Linked DNA regions of Rattus norvegicus: region 1 is linked to region 2. The links are chromatin contacts, called in public Hi-C maps. All regions are on one chromosome and are shown on one strand. Each heading gives the region's core, a stretch centred on a gene start, on an enhancer-like site or on the middle of the called end of the contact. The rest is flanking DNA. Distances are from core to core; before and after follow the strand shown.

What was found. A called contact is a pair of places that touch in the nucleus more often than the background predicts.
Region 1: a contact with region 2 is called in a Hi-C map of frontal cortex, with 2.0 times the contacts expected there. The contact joins the enhancer-like site here to the promoter of Cacnb2 in region 2. A contact is called at or near these places in 2 of 12 Hi-C or Micro-C datasets (Schwann cells and frontal cortex) and 1 of 1 datasets of contacts at active chromatin or transcription factors (oligodendrocytes).

The regions. Positions count from the first base shown.
Region 1 is chr17:82,530,687-82,535,237 of GRCr8, forward strand. The region is part of intron 2 of Cacnb2 (calcium voltage-gated channel auxiliary subunit beta 2); the gene reads left to right. Among named protein-coding and RNA genes, the nearest start is that of Cacnb2, 60 kb to the left of the region's middle. Within about 2 kb of position 3,110, at least 18 of the 93 cell types and tissues checked have an H3K27ac peak or open chromatin away from gene starts, as enhancers often do.
Region 2 is chr17:82,469,789-82,474,578 of GRCr8, forward strand. It overlaps Cacnb2 (calcium voltage-gated channel auxiliary subunit beta 2), which reads left to right and starts at 3,427. Exons shown (of 14, transcript NM_001398773.1): 1 at 3,427-3,647. The coding sequence starts at 3,540.

The DNA of each region.
Region 1 (4,551 bases), core at 1,860-4,359, 61 kb after region 2:
TTCGGCATAAGTCTGCATAAGCTTAGCCACTGATGGATAACCTATGAGGCTGTCTGGAAATTTCCTTTGCCGAAGCTCTGACATTCCCTGTACATTATGAATATGAGAGTTGTTTTCCTCAATTGTTTAAACATGAGTTATCAAATCAGATGGGTTTGCGTCTGAATAGGTTCCCTGGGATTCATTGAAAATGTGACAGCCTATTAGCTTCAGCTTGCTTTCTTGTCATGGAGATAATGACACACATCTTTCTTAAGGAAATACTGTGAGAACTTAGTGGAATTACTAAAGTACTGGTCATAGTCATCAACCATGGTACCTCTGTAATGCTCTGTAATGCATAGCTGGTCCTGTGTGCATGAATATGCATAAGGGATGTACTGAGCTCACTTGTTAAACAACCAAAAAATATCTGTACTTCTTGATACTTTTTGTTCTTACTCTATGTCTAACATGGCACTATGTTAACTCTTACCTTTTCCCCTAGGTGTAAGGATGTCTTAACAATATTTGTCATTTTGTCATTTTGTTTAATTTACTATTTTGGATTTTTAAAATTCCTATATAGTTTTAAGGTCCAGTACAAATATACACACATCTGATTCCTCCAAGTTAACCCAGGTCCCAGGGCTAGAACCCTGCTGGGTTCATGTCTTCCTTCGATGCCAGCTTCTCGGTGTTGGCATAGAGGGAGGTTACTTAAGAGTCCCTTGCTCCTTATCAAGGTTTAACACATCTAGTGCAGTGATTTAGATGAGAAATCAAGTAACAGCTTTTATGTTACCGTCTATGTGGGGAGACATCTTTGATTGTCGTCTTCTGGGTTGGTCACCATCCATCTACAGATATGGATGATGACCTCTTGAGATGGGCCCTAAGGAGAGAGACACTTGATTCTCAGGCCCTGCTGGCCTTTTCCATCTACAAATATTCATCCGTCATTCCTTCTGCAAAGAGAACAGCCAGTTGCCTGTAAAGCACCCCATTGTTTGACCTATACATTTTATCAGACAGAAACAGTCACACTCACAGACCCCCTTTTTCAACTCTTCTCCCCAAGTGATGTCTAAGGAAATGGAGAAATGAGACATGGGCTATAACATCCATTGCCCTTTAACTACAGGGGAATATTCGGATTCTCCTAAGAACTCTGAAAGGCGCACTTACTGGAGTGGAGAGGTGCCCACCATGTGAAATGCTAGCCTGGTTGGCAGGTGTCATAAGAACCGATAACATTTAGTTACGATTCAAAGTTTAAAACTTGCACTTGGACAGGGGCTAGCACATCTTAATAAACACTGTATCCTAGAGCACACTCAGGCTACCAAAGATTAATGTTTGTGATATATTTAGAAAGTATGTGGCACTCAAGTCAATAATATAAATAGTACCATAAACCTTCAAAATTATCTGCTCTTACTCCCTTTACCTTTGGCGTGGTCGTTACTGTTTTCTGTTTGTAATATATTCACTGTGCTTATTATAATGAACAGTGGCAGATTAGGTTGTATAAGACACAGTGGAAAGTTTAACTTCATTTGTGATATGAAAATATTATTGGGATTGGAAAGATGACTCAATGGATAATGTGCTTAGATTGCCAGAACTCAAGTAAAAGTCAGGTGAGTAATTCAGCTCACCTGTACTTCCAGCATTCAAAAGATCAGAGACAGGAGCTCCTGGAGTGAGCTGGCCAGCTAGACAACCTGTATCGATGAGCTCTGGGTTCAGCTAGACAACCTGTATCGATGAGCTCTGGGTTCAGTGAAGGAGCACAACAATGAAGACTCCTGATATCAACTTGAGCCTCTGCATGTACACAGATGCACACCTGAACTCACATGTGTGCCAACCCACATGCAAACACAAATAGATCACACACGTATACATACAAAAGGGAAAACGGTGTCATTGTTCAGTATATTAGGCTGTTTATTACAAATATGTGCAAATTTTATCTGTTCAAAATAGCTTTCGAATTATAAAAGAATCATTACTATGATGAATTTATTGTATTGGCAAAAGAAGAGAGAAAACGAATAGTTTTGATGTCAGGTATGACATTGTGTGTTTGCTGTGTGTGGCAGTGTTCTGAAACACCAAGGTTCTTTTTAAAGCCATGAACTTAAGGAATGATCTGAATAGGAGGCTCATCTTTCTAGTAAGAAGCACTGTAAAAAAAATCACAGCTCAGCACAAGCTGCCTGTCTTATGGAGAAAAGGAGAGTACCTGTCTTATGGAGAACGTCAAAGCAGCCATCTCAAGACAGTGCTTAGGGCAATGACGCAGTGACTCACTGCTTGGTCACTCCATCTGTGAAATTTTCATAGACTGAAATCCCAGCATGAAGAAATCCCAAAGGACATCTCTACTGGCAAAGCTACTTTCACCATTTTAGAGATGCAGGCAATACTGTGTTTTGAGAGAAAGAACACAAGCTTGAACAAATTCTAAAGAATTCTCAACTTGGCAAGTGAACACTCGTGTAGGAACCTGGGGTTGTGTTGAATGCCCAGTAGAATTTCATGGTATGAAACTACTGTTCCTTTAGATGACTGTGAAATCACGGTATCTCAACTGGAAAATGTCCACATTGCGGTGTAACTAAAGTATGCAATGCCAAGCTAATCAAATGTGTTCCGGATTAGCTGCTGGCCCGCTAGATGTGCCATGGGTCTCTTCCCCTTCCGTGGGCCTGGGCTTGGCTTCACCTGAGGGAAAGTGGACATGTTCATCTTACTTCCGTGTCCAGGAAGAACTGCATAGCAAAGCACTCTTCCTTAAAGGCACAAAAAAATGTGGCTTAATTTGTCATCTTTGTGCTCTGGGAAGAACAGTCTCATGGCAAGGCCAAACTCATGATGATCGGTGATGCTCTTAGGTTGACCGGTGTGTTTCTTGGGGAGCTTTCTGTCTTAATGTATGTGTGGTTGTTCAGTTTTCTAGAAAAGTCTTTTCTTAACTCTGCCTGTGTTCAGATTTTATAGCCAGAAATAGGAGTAGGCGTGCGCTTTTCCAGATGGCCTGCTTGCTTTTTTATCAGCTTGGCAGTTTTGTAAGCTCATACCTACATTGGCTGCACTTCGGAGTGTACTACACAGACAATGAAGGAGACCATTTGAAACTGTTAACATGCTGTGTCTGCTGACTTTGAAGTATTCGTACTTTCCCTAGTTAAAAAGAACTGCATATATTAGCCATTCTTTTATTTATATACAGTATGCCCAGACTTTATATTTTGAACTTCTTGTTCTTTAATTAGAGCAATGATGTTGTTCATAGTGTATGTGTGTGTGTGTGTGTGTGTGTGTGTGTGTGTGTGTGTGTGTGTGTGTAGGTGGGATCCAGGAGCTCACACACATGTTAAGCACTAAGTTATTGCAATAGTTCCAAAAAAATTTTAAAGGGCAACACAATACAGTCTTTTATAATCTTAAAAATTTGTGTTTCCAAAATTATTATTTTTCTTGATCTCTTTCTGAGCTGACTATTACTTTGGTAAACATAACAAGGTTCACAATATATAATCTGAAGAAATATGTTTTTACAACTTTCATTTGGGGCTAAGGATCTAGCTCAGATAAAGTCCTTGCTCAGAATACAGCACTGGGCTGGGAGCAGATCTTTTTTAAAGTTACAAATATTAAATTAGTTAGAGCCATTGAGATGATTCACCCTTACCACCAAGCCTGACAACCTGAGTTCAATCCCTGGGATTCGTGCAGTGGAAGGAGAACAACCAGATTTGAAGTTGTCCTCTGACCTCTACACATACACACAGACAGATAAATAAATGTAATAAATTTTAAATATTAAACTAGCTTGATGTGCAGATGAGAGTATATGGTTTTGTTATGGGCAGAAGGTTAGAAGTTCTTTGGTCTGTGACTGGAATGAGAAATGAACAGGGAAAAAAGCCAGTTTTCTTATGCTGCCAGAACCAAAACTCATTTCTCAGGGGAGTTTTGTTAAAATTGGAGAAAGATTCCTCTCTGTGAAGAGAGGCCATTGTGTGGCCCTCAGCTTAAAAGCTGATTGGCCCTCTTATCTTACATTCCTGGGCTCCAACTGATATCATAACGGGGATGGGACCTAGTAGGGAAGTGTCAGGCTTATAGATTGTCCTGAAATACACCCCAGTTGGTGACTGCATTCAGTTTTAAGCCATTCTGTGTTGAATAGAGAGAAATGCGTGAGAAAAAGAGAGATAAAGAGGAAGGGAGGGAAGAAGGGAGAGAGGAGATAGAAAGAGGGATGGAGAGGGGGAGGGGGAGGCACACTTATAAAGCTTCAACCATGGGGATCAATCTCACATCTACTGACTAATACTGCACACTCTGCCCTTTGTATAATCACCTCAAACAAAGGTGAAGATGTTCTCCCCATAGAACGTAGGAACTGGCAGGCTTCTGGTTGGATGTAAATCTCTAAAGGCAATAACAAGAGTCGTATGTAGTTATGGGTCTGGACTTGAGTGTTATAGAAAACCTCTGGTTGTGTGTTGGCTCTGCTGCTGCATATGAACTTGGTTGTTCCATGTCTTAGGCTCA
Region 2 (4,790 bases), core at 2,177-4,676:
CCATCTGCCTATTTTAGTTTTGGTTTTTCACTATGCATACACAAGTCTTTCATATTGGCTATACTTGCAGGATTATTTGTTTTAATATAACATTTTATAATTCAGGGCCCTCACTTAATAATATAGTTTTACGAAAAGCCTATGATTGTCTTCACAGAGATCATCCTACAAAGTTAGGACTGCGGTCAACGTAGGTCTATTTTATGCAGACGCTATTCAGAATGGCGGCAATCCAGAAATGTGAGGTGAAGGATGATCTCAGTAAAATGAGGAATCACACGTGGTGAGCTTCTTTTCCAAAGAGCCTCGCTTCGAGGTCTTCAGTGTTCAGAGTCCCAGATCTTCAGTTGGAAAGGGAGAGGCGAGGTGATTGTCGTCGTGGATTCCTTCCCATGGTGAGACAGAAACTTCCTCTTAAACAGTTCATTGCCTTGGCCACCAGTGTTCTTACCGATGACCCTTTGCGCATTTCTGAGCATGCCCAGAACAAGTTTGTTCATTTCAAAGACTAATGAGCACAGGGGTGCTAACCAGCAGGTTGGAGGACTCGGTCATTCGAATGCCTCGAACGCAATCAAGTCCAGGGTGGCAAGAGCATCTTGCATTTCTTTAAGTTTTAACCTGAAAAGGCTCACAGTTCTTTACTTACCAAAAATGTCCACTTTCACTTTCAGCTCTTGAATGTTACACCAAGTCAAAGTATGTTTAGATTAAGAAAATAGGCCACACAGAAGGCATTTAAGGATGGCTGTAAGATTTCTCAACCTTCTCATTCTGCTTTTATTCTGTTTTTGCTCTGTTTAAAGGACCCACATTTTGCTACTTTTTAAATTGATAACTTTTATAAGCCAGACAAATGTCTGAATGGTGAACTGTACTGTGGGCCCAATACATGCTAATTAGATTAGCATGGGTTACAAAGGAGGAAATACTGCTCTCACAAGACTAATATTAAGTAAGTGGTTGTCATTTGAGTTTACACAATGCTTTAAAACACATGATGACAGACCATACACCATCCATCTATTTATCCACATACTAATTGTTTTCTACCCACAATGCACTGCAAATATGGACCACTGTCCTTAGTCCTAAGGGTGAAATGTGGCCACTCCAACTGCTGCCTTCAACGAGTGCTAGAAAGGAAGATAACCTTAAAGGACTCATGATAGGAAATGATACATACCCTTTGACATTAGAACACTTAATTTTAAAGTTATTTCCAAAGCTGGTCTAACAGTTTGTGCTCTCTTACAAATCTGAGGAAAAGCTAAAATTCCACCTCCCAAATGGCCATAACTGAAAGACGGTGACAGGTAATTAAGTATTCTGTAAAATATCAGACTGATGGGATGGGAAAAGACTACATCTCATTAAACCAGAAGTGTCTTACTGTTTGTTTGCTGGGAGTACAGATGTGCCCTCACACCCCTGATACACCCGTAGTTTTTTAGAACCACTTTAAAACTCATCATCATCCGTGAAGTAAGCATATGAACTAGTTTCTGAGTGTGCACAACCGCGAAACCATGACCTGATCTGTATTGGCTGTGGTCATTTGGAGGCACAGACTCCTGATTTATACTTTATTAATTACATATCGAAAGAACTTAGAGTACTGAATCCTGAAGGTACCCCAAGTGACAAGCATGGCTCTCCCAATGCAGAGTTTCGAGTATAGTGGATATAGTACTGTCCCTGTCCCTGTCCCTGAGACTTTACAGACCCAAGAAAACTCAGTTTTCTTAAAGAAACAGGGTCCGGAGGGTGAACCTACTGTCAGCAGAACACGGATGGATGGTAGGAAGGAGATACATTTAACTGCCAAGAAAAACAATGTCTTTCCAATTTTCACACGCATATATATGCATGGTCAGGAATAACTATAAAAGCATTGCTAATTGTCATTAATGAACTTAACAAGCCCCTAAGCTGTCATGGCCGGGAAAAATAGAATCTCATGCTCTAGACTCGGCTCCTTGCTTTGTTGCTTTTTGAATAAGGTCACCCCACCCCCACCCCAATCCCGGTTTTAAAATAAAAGGAAGCCAATACTTTGGTTTTATTTAACGTTAGTAACAGAATGGCATTAAGACTGAAGATTTGGAAAACCAATGGCACTTTGTATATGCTTAAATCTTTAAACATGTCTAGATCTGAAAGAAAAAAAAAAACAAAACCTCTTGCTCAATCCAGTGTACGGTAGACATCTGCTTAATTAAAACAGCTCAGCTTAAGAAGAACAAGGCACTGTATTTCATCATCATAGTCAAACACAGTATACAAAGTTTACCTTTGTAAAAAGGTCTCTGCGTGTACTTCAGCTTGCACAACCGTTATGCGATTGCTACCTAGAAAATTTGTATGAAGATTTTTCAATGCAAGAAAGGTTGTCAAACTAAAGCACCACTCAAGGCAAACCAATACTAGAATGTAGAATAATTCCTCCTCCTCCTCCTCCTCCTCCTCCTCCTCCTCCTCCTCCTCCTCCTCCTCCTCCTCCTCCTCCTCCTCCTCCTCCTCCTCCTGTTCCTCCTTCCCTCTCCTCCTCCACCTCCTTCCCCCCTCCATTTAGTTTCTTTGTTTTTAATTGAAAGTTCACCCAATGTACACTGATCATGGTTCCCTTATCCATATCCTATCTCCCCACCGATCCAACTACAAGCAAACCATTCTGGTTTTACCCGCCAACCAAGCATTTCGGGGTCTTTTTTTGAAAAAAAGGTGCCTATTTTTGTCTCAAGGGTCATACTAAAACTTCTCAACTGCGGAGGAGGAACGCGGGGTGTTGTCTGCTAGCAAAGACAACAAAACAGAACAGGTCATCACAAGCCATAAAGCTAGGGTACCGGTGTAGTGGGTTTGAACCACCTGTCAGGTCAGGTCAGGTCCAAGTGAGAGGAAGTCTTAGTTCTTCAATGGCACTTGCTTTCTGACTCTCCACTCACGTTCTTGAAAAGGTTCGGGGTCTGTCTGCAGCCTTTTCTGGATCATTGAGACTTTCAATTTAGGAACCAACCGTGTGGCTCTTTTCCCTCCTGTGGACCCCGGGACCAGGAGGTGAGCTGAGCTGCACGGCCAGTTACCTCCCTAGGGAGCCCCGGCTGGCTGGCTCTCGTGGCTTCGAAAACTTTCCAGCGCCCGTGCCACGGCGACGGGCGGCAGCTGAGTCGGAGCCCACGCGGTCCGCGCCTCCCGCAAAGAACTTTTCGGAGTGGCGGTGGCTTGTCACTCTCGCTTTCCGACGCGCCTCCCCCCTGGCTCGTGCTCCCGGAGCTCCCTCCTCCTGGCGGGGAACTTCCCTGGAGCCCGCCCGCCCCGCAGTCCCAGTCTCGGCCGCTCGCCGGCCCAGAAGCTCCAAAGAGCGGGTGCCCCTCGCCCGGGCCACCCAGCCGCGTGCCCGCGCCGCCGCCTCTAGGCTTTGCAACATGCTCTAGCGTCGTCCCGCGCACTGAGAACCTCCGATCGTGGGGCGAAGAGGAGCAGGGGACCTGGGGCGTGGAGGAGGGACCCGCAACCTTGGAGTCGACTTTTCGCCGATGGTCCAAAGCGACACGTCCAAGTCGCCTCCCATAGCGGCGGTGGCGCAGGAGAGCCAGATGGAGCTGCTGGAAAGCGCGGCTCCCGCGGGGGCGCTCGGAGCACAGGTAGCCACAGCGCCGCGCCTTCTGCTGGCTTTGTGAGCCTCAGAGCCCCGACCTCCGTCCCCACCCCATCCCCCCCGCAGCCTCCTCTCCCTGATCGCCGACCGCGCCTCCCCCTCCTGCGTTGGTCTCCTCGCCACCTCCTCCCGCCCATCTCGGGGCTGCTGGGGACCCTGCCCCTGCGCGCCTTTCCCCGGCTCTGCTCCGGCTTCCATTTTTTTCCCCCTCTGCTTTCTGAAAAGCCAGTGGTAAGGGGCAAGGACGACCTGCCGCTCCGCCCCGGCTTTTCCCGGGCCGCGCCGCTCGGCCGTCCGCGCCCCTGCCCGGGAGAAGCACATGGAGAGCCATGGACCAGGCGAGTGGACTGGACCGGCTCAAGATCGTGAGTTCGGGCGGGCGGGAAAGGGATCTGTATCCTGCATCGCTCTTTCCGCGGCTGCCTCTGGTGGTCTCCTTTGGAAGCTAGGCGGGGAGGTGGGGTACTATGCGGGGGTCAAGGTGGGCGTGGAACCTTCTGCCTTGTCTCCCGAGCGCAGCCCCAACCCCCTCGGCACCTAGGGGGCTGTGCCACCCAGACAGTTCAACTGTCCCTTTGCCAGGGTTTGCCCGGACCCTTGTACCTTAGCTCTAAGAAGAGAGCAGAGTGTTCGGGATGAGAAAGTTTTTGTTTCTGTTTACCCCGAAATGGCAAGCCATTCTAGCTGCTCCTGGGTCCCTTTCTCTGATGAGCATTAGCGGTTTCTGGAAAAATTCTGTTCCGCTGTTCATTGTGAAATAGGAGATGTTGGTTGTAGGCGTGTGTGATAAGGTGACTTTTACGGAAAGCCTTGGCAGGTACAGTTGGGATTCCAGACACCCCCAGATCTGGGCAGAAAAGAGCAGAAAGGAGTCCCTCAACTTTAATCCTTCAAAACCCTTCAAACCTTACACTTGGGCTAGTTGGAGAGTGCTGGGAAGAGGTTAGGGTGAGTTGGAGAGAATGTTTCTCCTCTGCTTAAGGGCTTTGTCTTGCTGATTTCAAGCCCACATTTGCAAGGTAGTAAATTGTGATGTCTGTGTACATAAATAATACATAACATAAAATACACCGGGACGAGTGCTTACTGTGCAGCAGAGGGGTGGGAGTGGGGCGTTCTGAGAAAGGTC